5 separate regions of the Mus musculus genome follow, and regions 1, 2, 3 and 4 are each linked to region 5. A link is a contact called in public ChIA-PET, Hi-C, HiChIP or PLAC-seq and Micro-C data. All regions are on one chromosome and are shown on one strand. Each heading gives the region's core, a stretch centred on a gene start, on an enhancer-like site or on the middle of the called end of the contact. The rest is flanking DNA. Distances are from core to core; before and after follow the strand shown.

What was found. Hi-C and Micro-C count contacts between places; a contact is called where the count stands out from the background. ChIA-PET counts read pairs in DNA pulled down with a chosen protein or histone mark. HiChIP or PLAC-seq counts read pairs in DNA pulled down with a chosen protein or histone mark.
Region 1: a contact with region 5 is called in an H3K4me3 HiChIP or PLAC-seq map of embryonic stem cells, with 9 read pairs. The contact joins the enhancer-like site here to the promoter of Mgat5 in region 5. A contact is called at or near these places in 1 of 39 promoter capture datasets (the 3T3-L1 cell line), 1 of 115 datasets of contacts at active chromatin or transcription factors (embryonic stem cells) and 1 of 9 other capture datasets (adipose tissue).
Region 2: a contact with region 5 is called in an RNA polymerase II ChIA-PET map of memory CD8 T cells, with 18 read pairs. The contact joins the enhancer-like site here to the promoter of Mgat5 in region 5. A contact is called at or near these places in 6 of 115 datasets of contacts at active chromatin or transcription factors (CD8 T cells, bone marrow-derived macrophages, effector CD8 T cells and 3 more).
Region 3: a contact with region 5 is called in a Micro-C map of embryonic stem cells, with 1.6 times the contacts expected there. The contact joins the promoter of Tmem163 here to the promoter of Mgat5 in region 5. A contact is called at or near these places in 3 of 39 promoter capture datasets (embryonic stem cells, liver and pre-B cells), 16 of 484 Hi-C or Micro-C datasets (B cells, the C2C12 cell line, CD4 T cells and 9 more), 7 of 115 datasets of contacts at active chromatin or transcription factors (T-cell acute lymphoblastic leukemia, bone marrow-derived macrophages, effector CD8 T cells and 4 more) and 4 of 9 other capture datasets (adipose tissue, embryonic stem cells, liver and 1 more).
Region 4: a contact with region 5 is called in a Hi-C map of B cells, with 2.8 times the contacts expected there. The contact joins the enhancer-like site here to the promoter of Mgat5 in region 5. A contact is called at or near these places in 15 of 39 promoter capture datasets (the 3T3-L1 cell line, 3T3-L1-derived adipocytes, the C10 cell line and 9 more), 4 of 15 datasets of contacts at CTCF or cohesin (the NIH/3T3 cell line, large pre-B cells and pro-B cells), 80 of 484 Hi-C or Micro-C datasets (3T3-L1-derived adipocytes, the 63-12 cell line, the AML12 cell line and 64 more), 46 of 115 datasets of contacts at active chromatin or transcription factors (the 230-238 cell line, CD8 T cells, the NIH/3T3 cell line and 31 more) and 5 of 9 other capture datasets (adipose tissue, embryonic stem cells, liver and 2 more).

What each region holds. Positions count from the first base shown.
Region 1 is chr1:127,506,159-127,508,858 of GRCm38.p6, reverse strand. The region is part of intron 5 of Tmem163 (transmembrane protein 163); the gene reads left to right. Among named protein-coding and RNA genes, the nearest start is that of Gm41947, 28 kb to the right of the region's middle. Within about 2 kb of position 1,343, at least 13 of the 459 cell types and tissues checked have an H3K27ac peak or open chromatin away from gene starts, as enhancers often do. A contact at or near this core is called in embryonic stem cells, where this site is marked.
Region 2 is chr1:127,636,703-127,639,436 of GRCm38.p6, reverse strand. All of the region lies in intron 2 of Tmem163 (transmembrane protein 163), which reads left to right. Among named protein-coding and RNA genes, the nearest start is that of Tmem163, 40 kb to the left of the region's middle. Within about 2 kb of position 1,321, at least 20 of the 459 cell types and tissues checked have an H3K27ac peak or open chromatin away from gene starts, as enhancers often do. A contact at or near this core is called in CD8 T cells, effector CD8 T cells and memory CD8 T cells, where this site is marked.
Region 3 is chr1:127,676,665-127,679,400 of GRCm38.p6, reverse strand. Tmem163 (transmembrane protein 163) reads left to right here and starts at 1,380. Exons shown (of 8, transcript NM_028135.2): 1 at 1,380-1,970. The coding sequence starts at 1,772.
Region 4 is chr1:127,468,832-127,471,638 of GRCm38.p6, reverse strand. It overlaps Mgat5 (mannoside acetylglucosaminyltransferase 5), which reads right to left. Exons shown (of 18, transcript NM_145128.3): 15 at 2,331-2,447; 16 at 64-138. All of the region lies in intron 1 of Gm41947 (a long non-coding RNA gene), which reads left to right. Among named protein-coding and RNA genes, the nearest start is that of Gm41947, 9.2 kb to the left of the region's middle. Within about 2 kb of position 1,323, at least 20 of the 459 cell types and tissues checked have an H3K27ac peak or open chromatin away from gene starts, as enhancers often do. A contact at or near this core is called in B cells, acute myeloid leukemia, centrocytes and 3 more, where this site is marked.
Region 5 is chr1:127,203,735-127,206,434 of GRCm38.p6, reverse strand. Mgat5 (mannoside acetylglucosaminyltransferase 5) reads right to left here and starts at 1,449. Exons shown (of 18, transcript NM_145128.3): 1 at 1,008-1,449.

The sequences.
Region 1 (2,700 bases), core at 94-2,593, 300 kb before region 5:
CCTGACTTCCACATGGTCTGATGCTAACTTACAAAATTCCAGGCCTTCGAATGGGAGCACAGAGTAATTTGTCAATATATAATTTAATCACTGGGGGTGGGGGAGGGATGAGGCTTGTGCTTAGTGTGATTTCCACACATCTGAGGGGGCGGGGGAGGGTGGTGACGAAAAGTTCTGAAGATGAGAATGACTGTTTTAATTTCACCTGGGGCCATAAATCGATTCTCATGCATTATTCAGCCGGCACCAGCATCGCCCTGGTGGCACTCTGACACATGCAGTGTCGGAACGGTTTGAAATCTGTCCTCATTAGGAAGGCAAAGGACGCCTTTTTGCAGGCATAAGCAAGCGAGCCTCCAGAGTCCCCTCTCACCATCTCACATCCTATGAACAGGAAAGCGGGGGTCAACAGGGGAAGGGTGGCAGATCCGGCCTCCATCTGATGTTAGTAGCTATAGTTCATCGTGTCCCAGTGTTGCAACTGTTACTGTCACCTCCTATAAAGAATAAGCCCCGCATGGGAGGTGACAACTGGCACACACTATTGAAATAATTTCATTTTGACACAAGGTTTTCCTGTGAGCAGCGGCATGAATACAAAGGCTCAGAGATGCAGCTGTCTGGGGAAAACAGGAGTGGTGCCTGGGACTGCAGAGAGACTCAGCAAGGTGATGCTAGAAACAGCTGCTTGGCGTGCCTGGCAACTCATGCCTGTGCCACAGGATAGCTATGAATGCGGCCACATAAAACTCTACTCACTTAAAACATTATGAGATTTTTCCTCTCTCTCTCTCTCTCTCTCTCTCTCTCCCACCTCTCTCTCTCTCTCTCTCTCTCTCTCCCTTCCTCCCTTTCTCCCTCCCTCCCTCCCTCCCTTTTTAACTCCGTTGTGTGTTTTTTCCAGCTTGGACTTTGTAGATGACAGATGGTGTTACAATGTCAAAAGGTTGGCCATGTTTTACTATGTATGGAAGTATATGAATGGATGAAAGTCATGGAGAAGATGCAATCAGATGTCCTTACCCTGTGTGTTGATGGGAGGGATCTTGGGGGAGTGGGATGCTGAGAGAGGGTGATGTTCCATATTAGCCAGCAAGTTGGAAGAGGCACATTTTCATGGACATATCCTGATGGCCAAGATCTCACTCTGTGATTGGACTAGCTTTCTAAGAGTCTGTTGTAGCTCCCAATGGAGGAAGCACAGCTAAGCCTCCACCTTTGCTCTTTTCTCTCTGACTTTACCTCCTGGTCTCCTAAATAAGGGGACAGCATTAGACCTTGTGAGGTTAAATCTTGATTGCCAGATGGCTTGTAGCTGGAATTGACCTTTGGGTGGGTCTGTGAGGGAATTTCCAGGAAGGGTTAACTGAGACAAAGGACCCTGTCTCAGAATGGGTGGTGCCGCCTCCCAGGTGGCCTTCACTTGTTACTGTTAAATGAATCTCCTGCCACCGTCCTTCCCCACCATCAGAACCCAGTTTCTTCAGCTTTCCACTGTAGGCTGAAGCCCCGCAGCTCTTCAGGAGTCCTCCAGGGCTTCTTTAGCACCAGACAGGGACTGCTGAGTCACCTGGCCTCATGGACTGCTCAGCTACTGGGTTCTCAGCTTTACAAAGGTGCAGATGGTCACCCTTGGACTGGCTGCCGGCAATTTGATTAATCAACTGCGCGTGCGTGCGCGTGCCCTCGCTCATTACCCTTCTCTAGAGAATCCCAATACAGGCCCTCTTGGCTGCCCTTCTATTTGTTAGCTCCATGAAGTAACAATTTCTCCACTGGGAACCTAAATGGGGAAAAAGTGCTTTAAGCACAAGCAGCATAGATGTAATTATAAAAAACCAAAACCAAAACCAAAACCAAAACCCCAACTTTTTTTTGGAAGGTGCTGAGACCAGTAGAATAAACATCAGACCACGCAGGAGAAGGGGCTGAAGCTTGCAGCAACATGTATGAGCCTCAGAACATGATAAAAGAATTCTGATGGAAACACGCATACTGTGTGGCCAACTGTATAAAATCCAAGGACAGGAGGGATTAATATATGTGCGTGAAGTCATAAAGCAACTGTGTGGGGTTAAGTGAGGGTATGAGGGAGCTTGCTGGGTGTCTGGGGGAGAGAACTTTCTGGGTTTTTTTTGGTTGGTTTATTTATGTTTTACTACTGTCACAATAAGAGTCAATCTCTAATATCTATGTTCAAATGTTTTATTATAGCTTAATATTTTTAGTGTAGGGGCGTGCACGCCACTGTGAGAGTGTGGAGATCAGAGGATAGCTTACAGGAGTCAGACCTTTCCTTTTCTCATGGGGCTGGGACTGAGTTCGGAGAGGGTTCGGCTTGGCAGCAAGCGCCAACTACCCACTAAGCCAGCTTTCGAGCCTTGTAATCTTTGTATTAAATGTACATTAATTATACCTCAATAAAAAAACATACAGGATGGCACCTACTGACAATCCCAGAGATGGAAGCCAAAAGATTAGAGTTCAGGGGCATCCCTTGTTTTATAGTGAGTTTGAGGCTAGCCTGGTCTGCATGAACCCTGTCTCAGAAAAATAAAGTAAAATAAAATAAAATAAAATAAAATAAAATAAAATAGAGTAATAATGCTTGAAAACCTTAGTCACTAGGTACACTTGGGAGGCAGGATATTACTAGTCATGACCCTCTTAGTCCTGTGACTTGCTGAGTTCTAAGCCACA
Region 2 (2,734 bases), core at 72-2,571, 430 kb before region 5:
AGACAGGTCCAGTGGGAGAGTTAGATGCTTGACTAAAGTTTGATTAATCAAAAAGCCTTTGTCACTAGGGCCGGGGGCAGATATGTTAAAGATGGTTTTGAATAGCCCATTGCAGTCATGGAAAATGGACATACTGGAGCTGAAAATAATCAATTAGCTGTGCTTAATCTGCTTTACCAAAACCAGAAAAAAAAGCTGTGAGATAGAGAGTGTCACAGGTGGCCTGGGGTCTTATCATGTTCTGTTGTGGGGGTTGGGAAGTATGACCCCTGAAAGGAGGGTGGGTCCCAGAGTCACTTTCCTGGGTTAAACTGTTCCCCAACTACAGCCTCGTGAGTCCCTTCCTTCCTGGGTCTCCAGAGACTCAGGGGACTGCTGTGCCATCCATGTGCCTTGAGAACCCGAGACACAGGGTGAGGTTGCTAAAACGGTGACGATAGATTGATTTAGTTACCAAGTTGGTGAATCTTCCTTGTCAGCTTGGCTGGATTTAAAAATCATGATGGAAACACAATCCTTGGTGTATCTGTTTCTAGACAGGTTTAACTGAAGAGGGAAGACACACCCTAAATGTGGGCATTTGGTCCATAGACTGGGGTCCTGGACTGAACGAAGCCAGAGACAGTGAGCTGAGCACCAGCATCCATCTCTTTCTGCTTCTTGACTGTAGATGTCATGTGACCAGCTGCCTCATGCTCCTGCTGCCTGCTTTCCATGTCACAGCAAGCTGTCCCCTCTGACTGTCACCCCAAATAAGCCCTCCCTCCCTTAAGATGCTTCTGTTAAATGTCTGGCACAGCATTAAGAAAGTCAGCTAACATGGGTACTTATTACATAATTAAATTATAAAATTAAACATGCTATGGGAAAGGGGATGCTCTTCTTCCATTCTTTCATATCCCAGGCAGAGCCATTTTAATATTTCTTGTTCATTTCAACAAATTTTGAAGTCTACTCTAAGAAACATGATGGCCATATCACAAATACGGTTTTGTATTCTGTTGGCTTTAGATGATTTCATTACAAAAGATCTTTCACACATTTAAACTGTTCCTCTACCTTAAGATGAAATTAGCTCTTTCCTGTTTGCTCACAAACAGGAAATAACAAAAGTTATTACATGGTGGAACTTAAAAAACTCAACTTATATGGAAAGCCAGTAGTTGCTTTTCAGTTCAGAAGGCCACCCCCACCCTTGGTCCCTGGCCCTCACTCCTTTCTACATGCAGGGCAATGAGCTTTCTGCTGGGGCATGTTTCCTAGAAGTGAGGCTTTGTGCTGAGGGTGACAATCCCAAGATCAGTCACTGTCACTTCACAGACACCTTTAAAAATAGCTCTTTCTGTGGTGTCTGGGTGTTGGTCTTTTCCTCTGTACCACCCTCCGGATATTAATCATCTTCAAAGCTCATTCTTCTAGCCAAAGTGACACTGTCCACAGAAGGGAAAGGGGAGCAGGCTCGCTGCTGAAGTGATTAAAAGTTCTACTGTTTGAAAGTGGACATTTTAATGTCATTTCCCATCTCTGTGTCTGCTTAAAATGCTATCTTGGAAGAACTGAAAAAGAAAAATTGCAGGCACATTGTAGAGATATATTCATCTTTATGTTTTATTTGCCCTTTATCAGCTGGTTCAATAAGATAATAGGAGAATAATTAATGTCCTCATTTAGGACTGCTTTACAGGATCCATATGCACTGTGTGTTGTCTATGTCTCTGTGTGTGTCTATACATCTGTCTATCTATCTTTCTTCTTGCATGTGTGTCCATTTCTCTCTGTGTATGTGTGTGTTTATGTGTCTTTGTGTATCCCTGTGTGTATTTGAACACATACTTGCACATATGGAAGCCAGAGGTCAACTTCAAGTGTCACTCCTCAGGTACTGTCTATCTTGTTTTGAGACAGAATCTCTCATTAAATTTGGAGCTTACCAGTCATGTACTGTTGGCTTGGCAGAGAGTCTTAGGGATCCTCTGTCCCTGGGATAGCCTCCATACCTGTACAGGTCCTCATGTACTTTAGTCACTGAGTTTTCTTTCCAGCCTCTTCTCTCTCTCTCTCTCTCTCTCTCTCTCTCTCTCTCTCTCTCTCTCTCTCTCTCTCTCTCTCTCTCTCTCTGTATATACACACACACACATACATATATATGATGTATATGATGTTGTGTGATTCGCTTTATGTGACTAATTCACAACAGGCAGCAAATATGTAGCAGGGAAAAGAAAATTAACAGTTGCCTGGGACTGGAAATGTTGGTACCCATGAGAAGTGACTTCTAAGAGGTAGAGATCTTCTTTTAGGGGTGCCAACAGCATTCTGATGTTCAATGCGGTGACAGTTGTAAAATTCTGAATTCATGAAAAATCTTATTGAATTGTATACTTTAAATCCATTCTCTGTGTGATATCTGAATTAAGCAACCAGAACAAGATATATTTGGATATAAATTTATATGCCCATTGCATGCATATATCTATATCTGTGCCTATGTATCTGTCTGCCTGTCTGTCTGTCTGTCCATCCACCCACCCATCCATCTATCCCCTGCAGTTAATCTATTACCCATTGAGAACACATCCCTTAAGGAGAACACACAAAAGGGTGATGCTGTATCCATAAGAAGGAGTAAAGATTCAGGGATCTGAATATTTTTATAATGACTTTCTTTTTAGCAAGAGAAGGCTACCACTTAGTGAATTGCAGTGGGTTGACTCAGACAAACTGGTTGCTCAAA
Region 3 (2,736 bases), core at 131-2,630, 470 kb before region 5:
ATAATTTTCAAAAAAGCAGAATATTAGGAGGGGGATGAAGTCTAAAAGCCACTGCGTTAACGTTTCAGCCAACTCTGTTGCAGCCTGTGACATCGACCTCCACAGTGCTCAAGGCCTGGATATTTTTGTTCTTGGGGTGATTCTTTGACTACCGTTGAGAGGGCAGCCAATGGAATCATCTGGAACAAAAAAGAAAAAAGAAAAAGGAAAACAAAAACAAAACAAAAAACAACCCCCACAATCCAGGATGCGAGAGGACGGAGGGCTCTGTACATGTGAAGCATTTGTACCAAGAACAGCGTCAGGATCAGTGGTAAAAACTCTCTCTCTCTCTCTCTCTCTCTCTCTCTCTCTCTCTCTCTCTCTGTGTGTGTGTGTGTGTGTGTGTGTGTGTGTGTCTTAAGCCCAGTGAACATGGCGTTTAATTTTCTTTAAAGAAAAGAAGGGGCTGTTGAAAATTTCATTTTCTTCATAGGAAAAAAAAAAAAGGAGTGTTGAAATGACCTAGTTCGATGCTTTCAGTTTACAGTTGAAATTATTGTTTAAAAAAAACACAACGGAAGACCGAACTGGAGCCGAGATCACTCAGATCTGATCCCAACAAAATGTGACTCCCTTCTCATCTCTGGAACCCCACAGAGACATTTAAATCATATCCTGACTTCTATGTTCCCTGGCAGAGCGGAAACCAAGAAAGGAAACCGGTTACTCTCAAAAGAAAACAGGGTGGATTCCTTTAAATGAAGGAATTGGCATGTTAGAGTACTCAGATGAAATTTAGAGACTGATACCAACCTATTGATAAAATCTAGACTCTCTAGAGCTCGGATGTAAATGCAATCAATCGGGTCCCCAATCCGTTAGGCGGCCGGTTCGCCTGTGGGTCTTCCCCAGCCGGCCCTGTGGACCAGGTTGCAGCTTCGCTGGGGAGACCAGGCTCACTGCCCAAGTGTGGGAAGTTGTTATGGTCAGAGATGAAGAACAGGGGTGAGCATCCGCAGCAAGGGGACGGATCCTGAACGCTTAGAGAGGTTGACAGATGGATGGGAAAGGCCCAAGGATAGTCGTAATGGGAGGTCTGGGGGAGGGGGGGACAAGCCACGGTTCCAGCAGCACCTCAATCTAAGTTGGTGCAAGAGAGAAACTGAGATGAGAGTTAAAGCCATTTAAGGGCAGCAGATCCAGAGGCTGGGGAACAGGTGAATCCTGGTGCCTGCTTGGGCAGGCGGGGACAAGGTGCAATCCTTGTAGCCTGTGTGGCTCCGGGAGAGAAAAAAGGCCGGATGAGCTGCGATGCCCTCTCTCCTGCCCACGCGCGGCCACAGGCTCCGAGGACTGCAGAGTAATTAGGGTGGAAGGGTCCCTCCTGGGCACCAATCCGCGACGTGAGTGGGGGGCGCGTCCTCCGTCACGCCCTCACCCAGCCCTGCGCTACCCGCAGGCTGGTCCCCACGCCCCCTAACAGTTCCCTCAGCTTCCACGCGTCTGGACCGTCCGGGGCCCTCCCTCTCCACTCGCCTGGGTGCATCGATACCAGTGCCCGGGCTTAGCGCCTCGGGGCGGGTCCCTGCCGCCCGCACCTGCCCCCGGGGGCGGAGCGCAGCGGCGACAGCGCGGCACCAGCCTCCGCCACTCGGTGTGCTAGCGGCGGACCTGCCGCTCACCGCGGTACGGGCGAAGCTCTCTCTCGGTGCCCTCGGTCTCTGGCACTTTGGACTTCGTGTCTCCATCGTGGTCGGCTTCGCCTCGGGGGATCTGCAGCCCCGGCGCCATGGAGCCGGCTCTGGGCAGCGAGCGCCGCAGCCCCCCTGGCCCCGGAGTCCCGCGGCCGCCACCGCGGGGCCACGCGCCCTCGACCGCCGCCCCCGCCCCCAGCCCGGCTCCGATGAGCTCCTCTGTGCAGTCTGATGAGGAAAGGCAGCCACGGATCAGCGAGAGCGGCCAGTTCAGCGACGGGTTGGAAGACCGAGGTGAGCTACCACCGCCCCGCGCTCCTTCCTCTCCGCCCCTCTCAAGCCACCTGTCCCCTATTTGCGGAGCTTGGTGCAAAGAGCGGAAGCGACTATTCCACCTTTCGGGATCCATGAGGGTCGGGCAGCGGTGCCTCCCGAGAGCCTCTTTCAGTTTTCCGATCTCGGAGGGTGCTTAGGCCAGCCTTCTCCGGTGCTCGCGGGAAAAGTTTGCAGACAGGGTTCTTAGTGTCTTACGGGGGACCAAGGGATTCCTCTCGGTGCTGGGAGATGTGGGTTCCAAAGCATCCCGCTGCGCAAGCCCAGCCACCCGGGGAAAGTTATTATTATTATTAATTAATTTTTTTGGTTAGTGGCAGAGCACCCGGTAGGGTGACAGCTAGGGTCCCCTTAGCCTCTGGACGTGCGTGGGGCCGAAGCTCCCTGGATCCTGGGTCACAGCGGTCACCGCCCCATAGTGTGAGGGTGCTGGCAGAGAGGTTAGGATGTTTGGGGTCTGGCTACCAACCTGATCTGCACAGATGCTATCCGCGCTGATACTTCCTGGAGAGAGTGTGTCCAGCTCTGAGTCCTTCCTTGGACGCTGGCCTTGTACCCGGTGCGTCCCCTGGAAGGCATCACCATCTCCCGCTTACAACCACTGTCTCCTTAGTGGGGCTGCGTCGAACGTTAGGGATCCCTCATTCCCCCACCTGGCTCTCCTTCCCCATCCTGCTCTAGCGGCCTTCAGCTTGGGTTCTTTGCGAAGACGACCGCATCTACACCA
Region 4 (2,807 bases), core at 74-2,573, 270 kb before region 5:
GGAAGTGGGACATAGCACGCACGTGCAAACACACACACACACACACACTTTGGAAGGCCTTACCTGTTTTTCAATGAAAGCGTTGATTCTCTGCAGCATGCCTTCACATGTGAACTCATATGGCATATACGGCTCAATCTGCAGAAACAACAGGGCACTGTGAAAGGGGACATGGGACACGAGGTACTTACTAGTTCTCACACAGGAGCGTTAAAACTACAGACAGACCTGGAACTGGACAGACTGGGCTCAGGCCCCATTGTGCTCCTCTCTAGACCCTGAACAAACTCCCTTCCCCAAAGTCTTAGGTACCTGATGTGTAAACAAGTTGCAAGAAGAAGCTGTGTTAAGTCGTTAACTGTTCTCTGTTAAGCTGTGGCGAAGGTACATGGGAAACTGCTTGGATAGTGTCAAGCACATAGTAGGGCTTCAAAAGGGTGGACATTACCACTTGCTAGTAGGTGGACCATGTGGGATAAAGCTTATGGCTGTGGATCACCAGCACCCCAGGGCTGGGCAGAGTGCAGGGATTTAGCAAACATCAGGTGAATGAAGACATGGTCGCTGCTCTGAGGGACGCATAGAGAGAGAAAGGGCTGGTCTGCAGTAGTGGTTGAGGTGGGAATGTATCCAAAGAACTCACGCTACAAACCAAAGGGATGAAGTGCCAAGACCATGGAGCTCAGCTAGAGGCCTTAGGAGGGCTGAACTTCTTTTACTCTGAGAAAATGTCTTATATAGTCTAAGCTGGTAGCCTTGCTATATAGGTGAGGGTGACCTTGAACTTCTGATCCTCCTGTCTCCACCTCCTGGATGCTAGAATCAGACATGTGGTATTATATCTGGCTTATTTGGTACTGGGGATGGAACCTAGGACTTGTGCATGCTAGGCAAGTATTCTTCCAGCTGCGGATCAGCCTTAGTCCAGAGGGCGAGTTATGATATGAAAATACGAGAGAACCGAAGCTTGGGATTGGGAGCTGGAGAGACAAGGTACAGTGTGGTTTATGGCTTCACAATAGCCCTGTGATTTCTATACAGGAGCTTAAATATCATGGAAGGGGGACAGGGAGAAGATCATGGGATGAAGGAAGCATTCTGATGGCCACTGAGGCATCTGAGGGAAGGGCAGGAAAGATGGCACTGGGCTCTGCTACATGGCATCAGCTGGCACCCTGACACCTGTGTCCTCTGCATTACATAACAGGAAGTGGAGATCACATGTCAGAGGAAGTCACCAGCAGTCCATCTATATGGAGCCCACGGCATTGTTGGTGATGGGGCAGAGGACCACCGTTAGTAGTTCCTTCTTGAGTCTGTGTTTACGGATCGCCTCACAGCTCACTTACACAAACAGGAAATAACCAAAGGGGAAGGTGCTTGAGAGGAGAAGGCAGGGAGGCTGTGCCTCAGAGTTTCCAAAGCAGTCCTGGGCAAACTAAACTCCCACAGGATGGCAGACTCCCTATGGAGGCAGACGTTTGGGGGGCAGCTCAATCTATGGTGGGCACAGACATCCCCTGTCTTCCCAGAATGACTTGGAGAGTGCCCTGTATACAAAAGGCATTTAAGCAATGCTTTTTAAACTGATCAGATACGTCTAGAATGGTTACTTTAACAAGATTCTACCTCATGTTTAGGTAGAAAAAGAGACCATACTCTGTAGAAAACTATGAGACTGGGGATAATGACCAACTTCAGATCTGTGGCCCCAAGTGTCTCATGGGTGGGGCATGTCTGCAATTTTGCTGCTGGAGGTGGAGACAGGTGGATCGCTAGAGCTCACTGGCCAGCCTGCCAGGCCAATGTGCTTGAGACTTAGTGAAAAATACAAGTCTCAAGAAAAATACAGTGGAGAGCAACAGAGAACTCACACACATGTGAATGCATGTGTAACACACCCAAGTTCACAGAAACATGTAAATGCACACACATACACACCCTACTTTATAACTTTTACCCTTTTGGGTTAGGTAGGATAAGCTACCAATTTTCTACAGATCTCTCCAAGGACAGGATTAGATCATGTGAACATGTATGACTCTAGCCGCTCTCTTCATGCCTGGGACCCATGAGCCTAAAAGGCCTGTCAGCAGGGTCTGAGACCCAAGCCCACATCTGCCACCAGCTGTTTTGTATCTCCCAGAGCCTCCTCAAAATCCTCAGGCCAGATGCTATGGCTAGGCTATGGTCTGCTCTGTTTACTGACAGCAAGGGACTGCAATGTCCCACATGTGTTCCAGGGCACAGGTCAAATGCAGGCAGGTGGAAAAACAGACAAAACAAACAAACAAACAAACAAACAAACAAACAAACAAACAAACAGCAACCTTCTGGTTTAAGATGGCTTTTACTGCATCTTCTACTTCCTCTCGGTTATTGAGATCCACAGTCCAGACGTGTGGCCGGCCGATGAAGACTTCTGCGTAAGGATGCTGGGATGTCAGCTGTAAGACAGAAGACATGCTGCCTCTTAGTTTCATAGATGCACAGCTGCTCAGATAAAGGTGTGGGCTAGACAAGGCATTCTGTCTTTACACGTCAAGTCAAGTTGAACTTAAACAGGAGATGAAGCGTTCTTGTCCTCCCTGTAGCAAACAAAACCTTCTAACAGGCAGATAGAAAAAAAAAAATAGAGTGATGTCTTGAACTTTTGAAGCCCATTTGGAAATAGAACAGTGTCATAACAAAGAGCTCAGACAGCTGTTCCTAGGTGAACTCAGGGCCTCTATACAGGAAGTCAGCACTCTATCACTGAGCAGGGCCTGTGGCCTTCCACGGTGGTCAGTATGGATTGTCAGACTGAC
Region 5 (2,700 bases), core at 200-2,699:
TGCGTTCCCTGAGAGTGGGTCCACCTGGCAGACCGACGCGTCACCAGGCCTCTGGTCTTCCACCCTCAGGGAGCAAGGGTATGACATCCACGCCCCCGTCTCCAGAGGCCAGAGTGGCTCTGGAAAGCAGAACCCTGGTGCCCGTCACAGGCCAGGCAGAGGCCGAGGGACGAGAAAGGGTGAACAAGAGGGTACAGAGATTCCCCACTCGCACACCCCCTACCCCCAATTTAGCGAGCTGCGGCCCCAAAGGGGACCAAAGAGGCTGGCCTGGCGACTCGGCAGGAAGTTCCCAGGACCGCACTGAGCATGCTCTGGGGGAGTGTGTACGCGGGTGTCGCCCTTACATCCCGCAGCCTCTGCCATCTCCCAGTCGTGGGTGCACGCCGGCAGGATCGCGGCCGGGGCGGGCTGTCCCTAAGGCTCTCTAGGTTACGAAGGGTCTTCTTGACCTTTCAGCCTGGAGCTTTGGATCTTTATATCCCTTCTCCCCAGGGACCTGGGGTCCCACTCTTCATTCTTCCTTCCAACTGGCTCAAGGCACATCTCACGCTGAGCTCTCGGATCCCCAGGACCCTAGCCCGGCCCACGCTGGCATCCTGGTTTCTGGTTTCATCGCGGTCCCAGCGTCCAAAATGCCAATCTCAGCTTCTCGCCTCCAGCCCACGCCACCCGAGCCCCTTCTGGACAGTTCCTTGGAAGCCTAAAAGCCTCAGAGGCTAGAGAAGATCTTCGGGGTCCCATGAGAGGGGATGCCTCTGAGCAGGTGGTGGACCCTCCAAGCGGGTCCCTCGGTTGTACTCTGGGGTTCCCACCCCCGTCCCAAATCAAACACGGCCAGAACATCCACCCACGCAGCCCCCGGTGTCAGCGTTGGGCCGGATAAGGGCTGCCTCATCTCCCCTAACATCCCCCACGCGTCCCCCCGCGATCCACAGTCCGTGCATCTCCCCGAAGGGGGATGGCGAGCTTCTGAATCGATCGCTCGACCCTGCAGCAGCTCTTACCTGCTAGTAGGGGAGCAGCAGAAGCACCATCAGTAGCAGTCGGGTTCACTCTCCAGCAGCCTTGCTCCAGGAACAGAGGTCCCAGGCACAGCCAGGAGCGGGGTCAGAGCGCCCCCTGAGACTGAGATGCGGCTACCTGGGCTAGATCGAGCCTGGGGCCGCCGCCGCCACCGCGGGAGCCGCAGGGCTGCCGGGCGAGCGGGCCTCGGCAGGGACGGTCTGAAAACTACCAGCCCTGTCGGGGCCGTGCGCAGCGCGTCCACCTTCCGCCCCTAGACGCAAGCAGGGACGTTCCTCCTGAGTCCAAACGATCAGGACAGAATGGTTAGGAGATCTTTTCGAGGTTTCTGCTACCCTTCCCGGATCGACCTACCCAACTTCTCTCAGCTTCTAGGCTCGCGCCGCTCTCCAAGGCAAAGGGATTCCGGGCCACGGACGTTCCGCAAATTCCCCGCCCACCCCGGCAGAGCGCTCAGCCAATTCGGAACGCCTCGGCTTCTCGGGGATCGTCTGCAAACTCTAGACCCTGTACAGGAGGACTTGAAGCCGCTCCATTCCGCAGCCCAAGGAGAAACAGGCAGAGAGCTAGACCGAGGGAGCTGAGTAAATAATACTCTAGCAAGGTCAGGGGCAGGGTACAATTACTGTTACATACAGTGCATTCTCCAGAGTGATGGTCTCTGGGCCTCCTCAGGACAGGGACCTTTCAGGAGTGAAACCAGTGGGGAGGAGATGGCGGGCTCAACTGTTTAGGGGGTCTTGCCAACTTTTAACAAACGCCCTGAGCTCCATTTTTATACTTTATAGAGTAGATTGGCAAAAACAGTAGGAATTTCTGTCCCGTGTCTTTTTTTTTTTAACTGAACAGATTTGTATTTGTTTATTTTGTGATGGGGGGGGGGGGGGGTGGTGCAGTCTTACCTAACCCAGACTGGCCTCGATGAACTTGCTTTTAACAGAGCATACCCTCGAACTCTGGATCTTCTTGCCTCCATCTCCTGAGTACAGGAATTACAAGCATCACACCCTTGGCTTTGGTGACCCTGAGCAAGTCATTTATCCGGATCCTCTTAGCGGCTCTATTAATGAGGGCAATAACGGCTGCTCCATGACATTATTGTGAAAATGTAATGAAATATTTGTAAAGGGTTTGGCAGTGACTGGTACACAGTAGGCACACAATTTTTCTAATGTGCTTCTTTTTCTCTGCTCAGTCTGCGTTTTATGAGCAGCCTGGACAGCTTAACACCGTACTCTTGTAAATTCAAACAGAAATAAAACACATCTCCTGCCCTGAGGGCACCACAATGAAACACTGACTAGCAAGCAATATTCAATCGGCCACCCTCCAGGGAGCTGGCCGTGCATTTACATCACGGAGCATTATAGATCCTGGTTAAGTGTTGTCTGGAATGGAAGGAGGGTGGACTGATGGATTACCCGGGGTGTAAATGACAGGAAGTTCTGCTCCTGTGAGCCATCGCTATATCCAGTTACAGTAGAAGGGTTTATCCTGCAGAATTTCTTCAACCTTGTTTCACAGCTCCGTTCTTAGGCTAATTTCACCCTAACTTGCCCCCCTCCACATCCCCGGCAGAATTATTTTAAACCTGGGGATTATAGAATTTTGGATTTTTTTTTTTAACACTAGAAACAATTTAGTTCCTCTTCTGCGTTTTGTGAAGTAGCCCTC